Regions from separate parts of the Bicyclus anynana genome. Here region 2 is linked to region 1. The links are chromatin contacts, called in public Hi-C maps. All regions are on one chromosome and are shown on one strand. The core of a region is the stretch at or near the end of the contact, and the rest is flanking DNA. Distances in the headings are between cores, read along the strand shown.

Region 1 (4,533 bases), core at 1,866-4,365:
AAACAGGTCGTGGGTTTGATTCTTAGCACTTTAATTCAAAATCACTTTAATATTTTATATTTTCTAAACTGGCACAGTTTTGTACTGTTGGCAGGATTTGGCCGTGGTTAGTTACCACCCTTAGGGCAAAGAAGTACCACCAAGCAATTCTTCTTTGTGGATTTTTTTTCTCTGCAACATCGGGAACGCTAGTTCAAACCCACTGGCTTGTGGGCTAACTGCTGCTGTCAGAGTCATAAAAGCAGACTTGAGGACAGTGGTCCCCAGGTCTACTAACGCCATTTTTCCAACCACTAATCTGCTTATAGTCTGTCGATTGATTGCAGATTAAAAAGAAAAATGAAAAAAAAAATATTTTTTAAAAAAAAGACTTACGTTTAGTGGGTATTAATCTCGGGCTGATTGGTGGACGGTCTTCACTAGCAAAAGTTGAATTCAAGTCTGTTTCATTAACCAATGAGTTATTATTGTACTTTTTGACGCTGTCTGCCCAGTCCTGTATCCAAGTCTTATCACCCTTACACCTATTTAAGCTCATATATGATAACTTCCCAACAACTTGATCAGGAGAAACCTCCGTGTTAGTAATTAAAGCTTTTTGAGCATTCTTCAATGCTGTATTTTCAAATTTAACTTCGTCAACACTTTTCCCGAGTAGCGATACAGGCACGGAGGACTCCCGTGATAATCTATGTACGTAATCTGTTTGATCGACATCCGATTTTGTTAAGCTACATCGCCTTCGACTTGGCATTTCAACTTTAAATGGAAATTTGGAACTCAATACCCCTGATGTAGTGACCGAAGTAAATGTACCAGCATCAAAGTTTTCCTCGTGAGCTGATTTAGAGAATGGCTTCTCAGTTATTGTCCTGACTCTGTTTTTGATTTTCTCCAAGTAACTTCTAGTAGATTTAATCTGTTTTGTTGTTTGCACAGCCAAGTCAGTTTCATTAGGGGATTCGTAGCAACAGGATATTTCCAAGACATTCTTGTCTTTTGAAACTTTTTGCAAATCACCAGTCTTATTTGTCGATAAGGGATTTCTTAAACATACATCTCTCCTTGGTTCTTTTGTGATCACTCTTTGCAGATTTGGGTACTCAAACACTAGTTCTGGGTCTTTATCTATACTGCAGTGGCTATTTATCATGTCTACAGGTTCACTGTACAGATCTAAACCCAATGTTCTGTCTATACTCATTCTAGCTTTCTGCTCCTCTGTGTAATTGTCGCCTTCAATGGTGTAGGTGCCAGTTGAAGAATGATTTGACTCATTGTCCTCGTCATCAATGTATAAAGGTTCAGATTTCAAAGGACACTTTTTGAACAACAAATCTGGGGTTTCTGACTGGGCTCTAGACTTGCGTAAAGGGCTTTTGGAATGCTCTGGCGTGGACAGACCGTTATCTGGGGTGAGAATGTCTAATTCTGGACTAGAAATGTCTGTTAACATCACCCCTTCTGGACTCCTGTCTATTATGTCTGCCATGACGTGTTTGTGGCAGTTTAGGTTCCCGTAACTCGGTGTTCTATGGACGTTTTGAATATAGGAACTGTTGGAACTTTTTAGTGGCAGGTTGAGGGATTGTCGAGGGATGTAATCACTCCTTGACATAATACTGTCGACCATCGGACTTTTTGACGTACGTTTCGGCAGCAAAGTGTCGTTCACTGGGGATTTGATTGGTCTACTTACAATGGGGCTGGTGTAATTTGGTCTATCGACACTCTGGGCTAGCGGGCTGTTACGAAGTTTAACAGAGCCGGAAACGCCACTGTCCTCTTGGTCAGAGGAAAAATAGCCTTCCGAGTTGTAGCCCTGGGCTTTGCGAGGCAGCTTGGCGCTTAGGGGTGGTCTCTGAGACTGAATCGGACTAGGCCTAGACACACCTGCAGACATGGACTGTACTCTTTGATGTCTCGCCTGAGACTTCTTCGCTAACTCTTCAAGTCGTCGATTGTCAACTTGTTTAGAGTTCCCGAAGTCGATTGTGAAAGCCATCGGATGAGGTTTCGGTGTTGAAGGCTCGGAATTTTCCGATTTCTCAGACTTTTCCTGACCTTCCTCAACTGTGTCGACGAACTCATTTTTGCTATCATCTGACGGACTATTCGCCTCGATGATGCTGCTCGGACCTGCCGATAAAGGACTAGACACGTCTTCGACACTAACACTCATATTTTTTTCAAGGATTTGTTAGCTGTGACATATTCACAAACCACTTTGCACGCACAGCCTTTGTTTCACTATTTTAGAAAGCACAGCACAAGAGAACACAGAACTAAGAAATTTAATAGTAGAATTAACGAAAACTGAAAAGTGGAACGAGAGCACACATAAAAAAATTCTAGGTCTACAATCTACATTCGTTCGCGATTAGCTCGATTACGAGCACGAACTTGACACGAACAATGACGAATGGCGACTGCAGAAAAAAAGGAATGTTTTGCTTTTAATTTGATTTGATTTAACCAACCAAAACCATATGTTATGATTTATTATTTGTAGATCTTATCTTTCTGGTAACACTTTTTACCTAATGACAGCTAGTTGACCAATCAGAGGGATTGTCTTATGTAAATTCTACTTCCTGATTGGTTACCTTAACTAAACAAAGAACGAAGTTTATCTGCTTGTCACATTTTTATAGAATTTATCTTTAAAATACTTTAGTTACCATTATTTTATTTTATCTAATCTTATAAAATATTAAAGGTATTACTGTTTCAAAGAAAAATTAAAGATATATAAATAAAAATTGTAATAAAATTAATTTTGAATATTTTTTTCACAACTATCTGGCAGCACTTTTACATATTCTTTATTTGTTATTTTATCTGTGAAGATATACTTCATTTAACGCACAATATTTTCAAAATTTATCCCCCATCAACCACGGCATTTTAAATATTACATACAATTCTTTGCTTTTATAAAAAAAAACAGTTGTGATTTAAAATTGAACTATATTTTTTTTATAAAAGTTAACATAGAGGTTGATTTCATGTTTTAATTTATTATGTCTCATTTATTTTTTAAGCATTTCGTATGCTTGAAAAGACACGTCAATTTTAAGTCATTAACAAGTTGCTGTCATGTCATGTCATTTCAAATCATCAGTCATTGTCAAAACTTTAGAAAACATGGCTGAGGCCGCCTTTTCGGAGGACGGAAAATATTATTCAATAATCAGTCAAGACGGTAGATTAAGAATATGGGACACAGAAACGAATGTCCTCAAACAGGAATACACACCAGACCTGCATTTAACATCACCACCATCTTGTTTACAATGGATAAGCGTCAGTTTAAATGCCGTAAGTACTACACGTGGTATTTAACCTTGTATTTATTGGATAACTATTAAATTGTTTTGAATCTATCATTAATATACACATTTAATTTCAACCTCCCTACAAAATCACTAAAGTATATTGCCTTCATACCTGTTGCTTGGGAAAATTTATCAATAAAAACATAACCTAAAACATATCGAAAAAGGTGATATTGGATCTATAATAATAATAATCCGTTCGTCGAAAGTATTTTCCATTTTATATTTATATTGAAATTGTTAAAAATTTAAAAAAAAGAACAAAAAAATAAATGTGATTAAAAAAATAATCAGCTCGTCAAAGAGATAGTTAGGGAGACCTCTGACTAAAACGTACTTTTAGTTGACCCCCTTTTATGTCACATCAAAAGAAGGCTAAGTGTCCCTACGAAAAACGTTCATCGCCTGCTGATGATGATATGATTAGCAAAATTGCCTATTTTACACTAAAAACAAAATACATTTGTTATTTATCATGTATTTTCTTTTACTATGCTACTTATTAAAACTATAAAACTTACAGAGTCCACAAAAAGGTGCCCGTAGAAAATCCATAAGTGAACCAGAACAATATTGCATAGCATTAGGAACGTCTAATGGAAACATCCTCATATATTCTATAAGTGAAGCTAAAGTGGAAACAGTTTTAAACCAGAAAGACAACAACAGCAAAATGGTAGCCTTGGATTGGCATAGAAAGTATGGCCTCTTCAGTTGCACCGCAAACAGTGTTGTACAAGAATGGGATTTACAGAGTGGGAAGACTAGGAATAAGTATAATGTCAAAGTTGTCGCTGCAAATAAACAAGGAAGCAAGATTAGCGCTATAAGGATAGTACCACACAATCAAGTAAGTGTCATTTCATATTTTTTATATGCTACTTAACTCTGCTGTGTTATTGGTCATATAAACATATTTTAAATGAGGGTAGAAATCGCTAGCAATTTTAACAATAATAATAATTTCAACAAATTAATGACAATAAATTTGATCAACAAGCTTAGAACGATTAGGTATAGTTAACTTTAATTAGTGAAAAATGCATATTTCGACACTTAAGGAAATCAAAACTCAGGCAGTTGGTACAACAAAGCTATAATATAAAAAACTAGCTCACGCCGTGCGGTTTCACCCGCTCGTTCCCGTAGGAGTACGGGGATAATATTTAGCCTATAGCATTCCTCGATAAATCGG
Region 2 (4,256 bases), core at 1,169-3,668, 52 kb before region 1:
CATACACGCTCCGATTTGTCGGATCCAACCTCCGATCGAATCGGCTTAAGGACTACGAAAATAACAACTATTATTATGGAGCATAAACTAGACTAGGTGTACGAGACAAAATTAACTAACCATTAATTAATTAATTAACAATTAATTTGATACAATCATTTTGTCCTGTCGACAAATCGGAATGGTACAGCTATAAACTTTAAAATAACGAGCAACTTATTTTACAATTTCAATAATTTGATACTAGATTATGAAAATGAGTATTTCATTGTAATCATCATTATTAATATTTACTTTATAATTATTTGCAAAATACAAAAATAGAAATTCGCCATAAACTAAATCATTTTTCAATACACGCGAGAATAGGATAAAAATAGATAACTATTAGTGTGTAATATTGACAAATAATTTCAATAATAGATAATAATTAATTTGATTATAATACAATCATCAAATAAAATATAAAACCATTTATATTGTAAAATTCATATTTCCCTATACTGTACAAATGACATGGAAATCGTAACTACAACTTATTTGACAATCATTGGCTAGTTGAAAAAAAATTAAATAATTTTGCAATAGTATATTATTTTCATTCAAACATATTAACCAACAAATATATTAAAAAATAAGTAAAATGCTTACAGAAATAATTGATTTCGTTTTATGGTTTGAACTTTGGATGTAGTTACGATTGCATTGTCACTGCTAATTAGGCGACAGACAAGAAACGGACTGATACATATTTATTGGACAGACAGATTTTGCGGAACAATTACAAGTACATTTATTTACATTACATCAAAGAGTTACAACTACATAAAGTCCCTGGTATTTAGATTTTTTTGCTACAAATTTGGGATTTCTCGTGGCTCTAAGTATACAGTTTCGATTTAATTTTTAGCTACATTGAACAAAATTTGTGCTTTACGGGACGAACGGTTACCAGTCTATAGTTTTAGAAGAATTAATATATTATATTTTAAATTGTTTAGTAGTACACATATTATGAAGTAAAATAATTTTAAGAGACTAAAGTCAATCCTTTTTCACAACATGTATTGTGAAAAGGATGAAAGTCTAATAGCATATGGAAGGGCTGTTGAGTTTTGTTTTATGTTGTTGAATTGTAATTGTGTAAAAGTGATTTGAATAAAATAATACCGATATGTTGCTAAATAACTTAATATTTATATCTTTAGAATAATAAAGCGTAGAATTTAAGTTCATAAAGTAATACTTCTTTATCTGGTAGGTAAAAGTGATTTAGATTTTTCATGTGATGAGTCAATTGCACTATGTTTTATAACAACTAAAGCTTAGAGTAAACACTAAATAAATCGATGTATGAATGATATGAGCAACTTAGTAATTCTAAACATATCCCGTTTCATATCGGTAACACAGCGTCCCGAATCCCGATTTAAACGAGTAAGTAAAACAATAAGTAAAGTAAGTAAATGGAGGTCTTAGGGAATAAGGGGTCTGCGAACTTAATTATTCATCTAATAGGTACAATCGGGTCAACAATGTCAGATTCTAAATGTCGGGATGTGTAAAGAACTCTTAAGTGATTCCTTAGTACTAAATTACATACAAAAAAATAGTGTCAGTCCATTATGAAGACGCGATAAAAATCTTGTTTTGAAAATCAATACATCCATAACCAAAAATAATATATATGTAACAAATATTTAAAAAAAAACTGTACCTTCGTAGACGTAAACACATCATTGTGCGATAAAATATACGCATGGGAATAATAAAATTGCATCTTTCCAAATTAACTTATAAGCAAAAAAAAAATTAAAACTATAAAAAAAATCATACATCAAATCCATCGAATTATTTGGCGGCAAACACTGACATATGTCAAAAAATTATTTTTGGCCTCCATTTCGTAGCATGATAAAAAAAAATGCTTAAAACAAACAATATATTTAAAATATTTAAAATCATAATAATAATATTGTGTACCATGTAACATGTACTTTTTCCTTCACGATTCCATTGAAAGCATATTTCAAGTATGCCAAAAATATATATTTTTAAGGTAAAGTAGTCTTTTCTCTCACATTGGTCATAACCGTAAATCTATGGTTACAATATGATTGGTTTTAAAGCAAAGCTTAAGGTAATTATTATAGGACTTTATATCCACGGAATATACTTGTAAAAAGCGAAGATTTACGCGACGAAAAGCCCAGAACCTGACGCTAGAATGGAGCCATTATAAAAATTTTGACATATGCCACTGTCATAATGACGTATATATTTTTTAAATCATAAAGCCGCGTCTACACTCTAAATATTTGGTTCCATCGATACGCACGCACACAAGACTCACACTATCACATCGGGCGTCGTAAAACCGCCTCTATCAGCTTTGTATTAAAAGTCGTTATCGCTTGACGCGTCGTATGTCTCCGTTATGAGCGTCGGCGGCTGGTACCGCGGGTTGGGCGACAGCACCGGCCCGTGGAACGACTGCGAGCGGAGGACGTTGCTGGAAATATATACATACATATCAATAGTTCGAAGAGCCGATGGACGTTGGGGTCCCAAAGTGCTGGAATGGCGACCCCGCACTAGTAAGCGCAGTGTTGGCCGACCCCCCACCAGGTGGACTGACGACATCAAGCGAGTCGCAGGGATTCGCTGGATGCAGGCGGCTCAGTATCGTGATGTTTGGAAGTCCCTACAAAAGGCCTATGTCCTGCAGTGGACGTCCATCGGCTGATATGATGATGATGATATAAATAAAATTGAAGTGTCTATCTGTGATTTCAAAATAACTGTGTTAGTTTATAAATTACATTTTTACATGATCCTAACGACGATTTGTCCAGGCTAGTCTCTGGATCGCATGAACCGATTTAAATGTTACTTTCACTAGAATATAGAGGTTACCAAGCAATACTAGGCTTATCCCGGAAAATCCATGATTGATGATTTGTGAAAAACTGCGATTGAATGCAGAATTTATAAAACATCCAAACACATAAGTATATTACCTCAAAAAATATATAATTTTGTGATGACAGACTTGATCTTTAAGTTTAAATAAAAACTGAATTTTGTTCTTAATTCATTCAATATAAGTCAGTAATATTAAATGGAAATGCTAAGAAAAAAGCTTGTGATAAATTTTTAGATATCAAGTTAATAAATACCTTTAAAAAGATACAAACGGTAATAAAAGCTGAAAGCATATAATAATGTCATATTATTGTAAAGGCAAAATATACATAGCAATAACATATTGACAAATGTCCATAGTATATATATACATTAATATAAGAGGCAGAAATCTTGATTGTTCATACTAACTACCTAATATACTAATTTGTAATATATTTTTCCTATGACTAAAATATTTATTAAACTATTTATTTTACAAAGACTTCACTACTCAACAACATATTTCCATACAAAATATGTTTTTTTACCATTTTTTATATATTTTAAATTATTTATTTTACAAAGACTACACTACTCAAAAAATATTTCTATACCTACTAAATATGTTTTTAAATATTTTTTTACCGTTTTCAAAATACGTAATAATTCCAACGGTTTACGCTACATTTTATCAACTAGAATACATTTGAAAAACCAAGATATTAAAGATATTACACAATAAAGCAGCAGTACATCAATAAGGTTAAACTTTTAACAAAGTCCCACATACTTTTTACAAAAAAAAAAAATATAAATACATATAAAATTTTGGAAAAAAGCAGCAGTTATTTATATAAGCTTTAAAAACAGTGACAGAAGTGTTGAAAATTTTTAAGTGGGTAAGTAATACACGGATAGAGCCAGATATTGAAAAATTTCACCAATTAGTGACCAAAATTAATATTTTTTAATGTATAGTGACATCGTGCAACTCAAAATGATACCGTAAGATTTTTACCGCCTGAATTTAATTTAATCTGCTAGTAACTATGCACCGTGTCATTCTATAAATTTCAATGTTTTGTTTATTTCAACACAACTAGCAGACTAAATTATATAAGTATATAAAAATATCTGATTAACCAAAATTCGCTGGATGCACGCGACTCAGTATCGTGAGTCCCTACAAAAGGCCTATGTCCAGCAGTGGACGTCTATCGGCTGACATGATGATGATTATGAACCAAAATCACACTATTTTAGACTTTTAAACATAAGTGTAGGTTTAACAAAATTATAGGATTCATAGTTCTTTAACTCTCTTTGTTGGTGTAATATAACAAAATGAA

Evidence for each region. A called contact is a pair of places that touch in the nucleus more often than the background predicts.
Region 2: a Hi-C map of whole body shows a contact between it and region 1, with 2.6 times the contacts expected there. The contact joins the enhancer-like site here to the promoter of LOC112046076 in region 1. A contact is called at or near these places in 2 of 2 Hi-C or Micro-C datasets (whole body and whole larva).

The regions. Positions count from the first base shown.
Region 1 is chr18:1,545,760-1,550,292 of ilBicAnyn1.1, reverse strand. It overlaps LOC112046076 (WD repeat-containing protein 43), which reads left to right and starts at 3,115. Exons shown (of 11, transcript XM_052886789.1): 1 at 3,115-3,321; 2 at 3,862-4,188. The coding sequence starts at 3,148. LOC112046073 reads right to left here and starts at 2,470. Exons shown (of 10, transcript XR_002886843.2): 1 at 376-2,470.
Region 2 is chr18:1,596,868-1,601,123 of ilBicAnyn1.1, reverse strand. It overlaps LOC112046073, which reads right to left. Exons shown (of 10, transcript XR_002886843.2): 10 at 1-2,512. Among protein-coding and RNA genes, the nearest start is that of LOC112046087, 23 kb to the left of the region's middle. Within about 2 kb of position 2,418, at least 2 of the 8 cell types and tissues checked have open chromatin away from gene starts, as enhancers often do.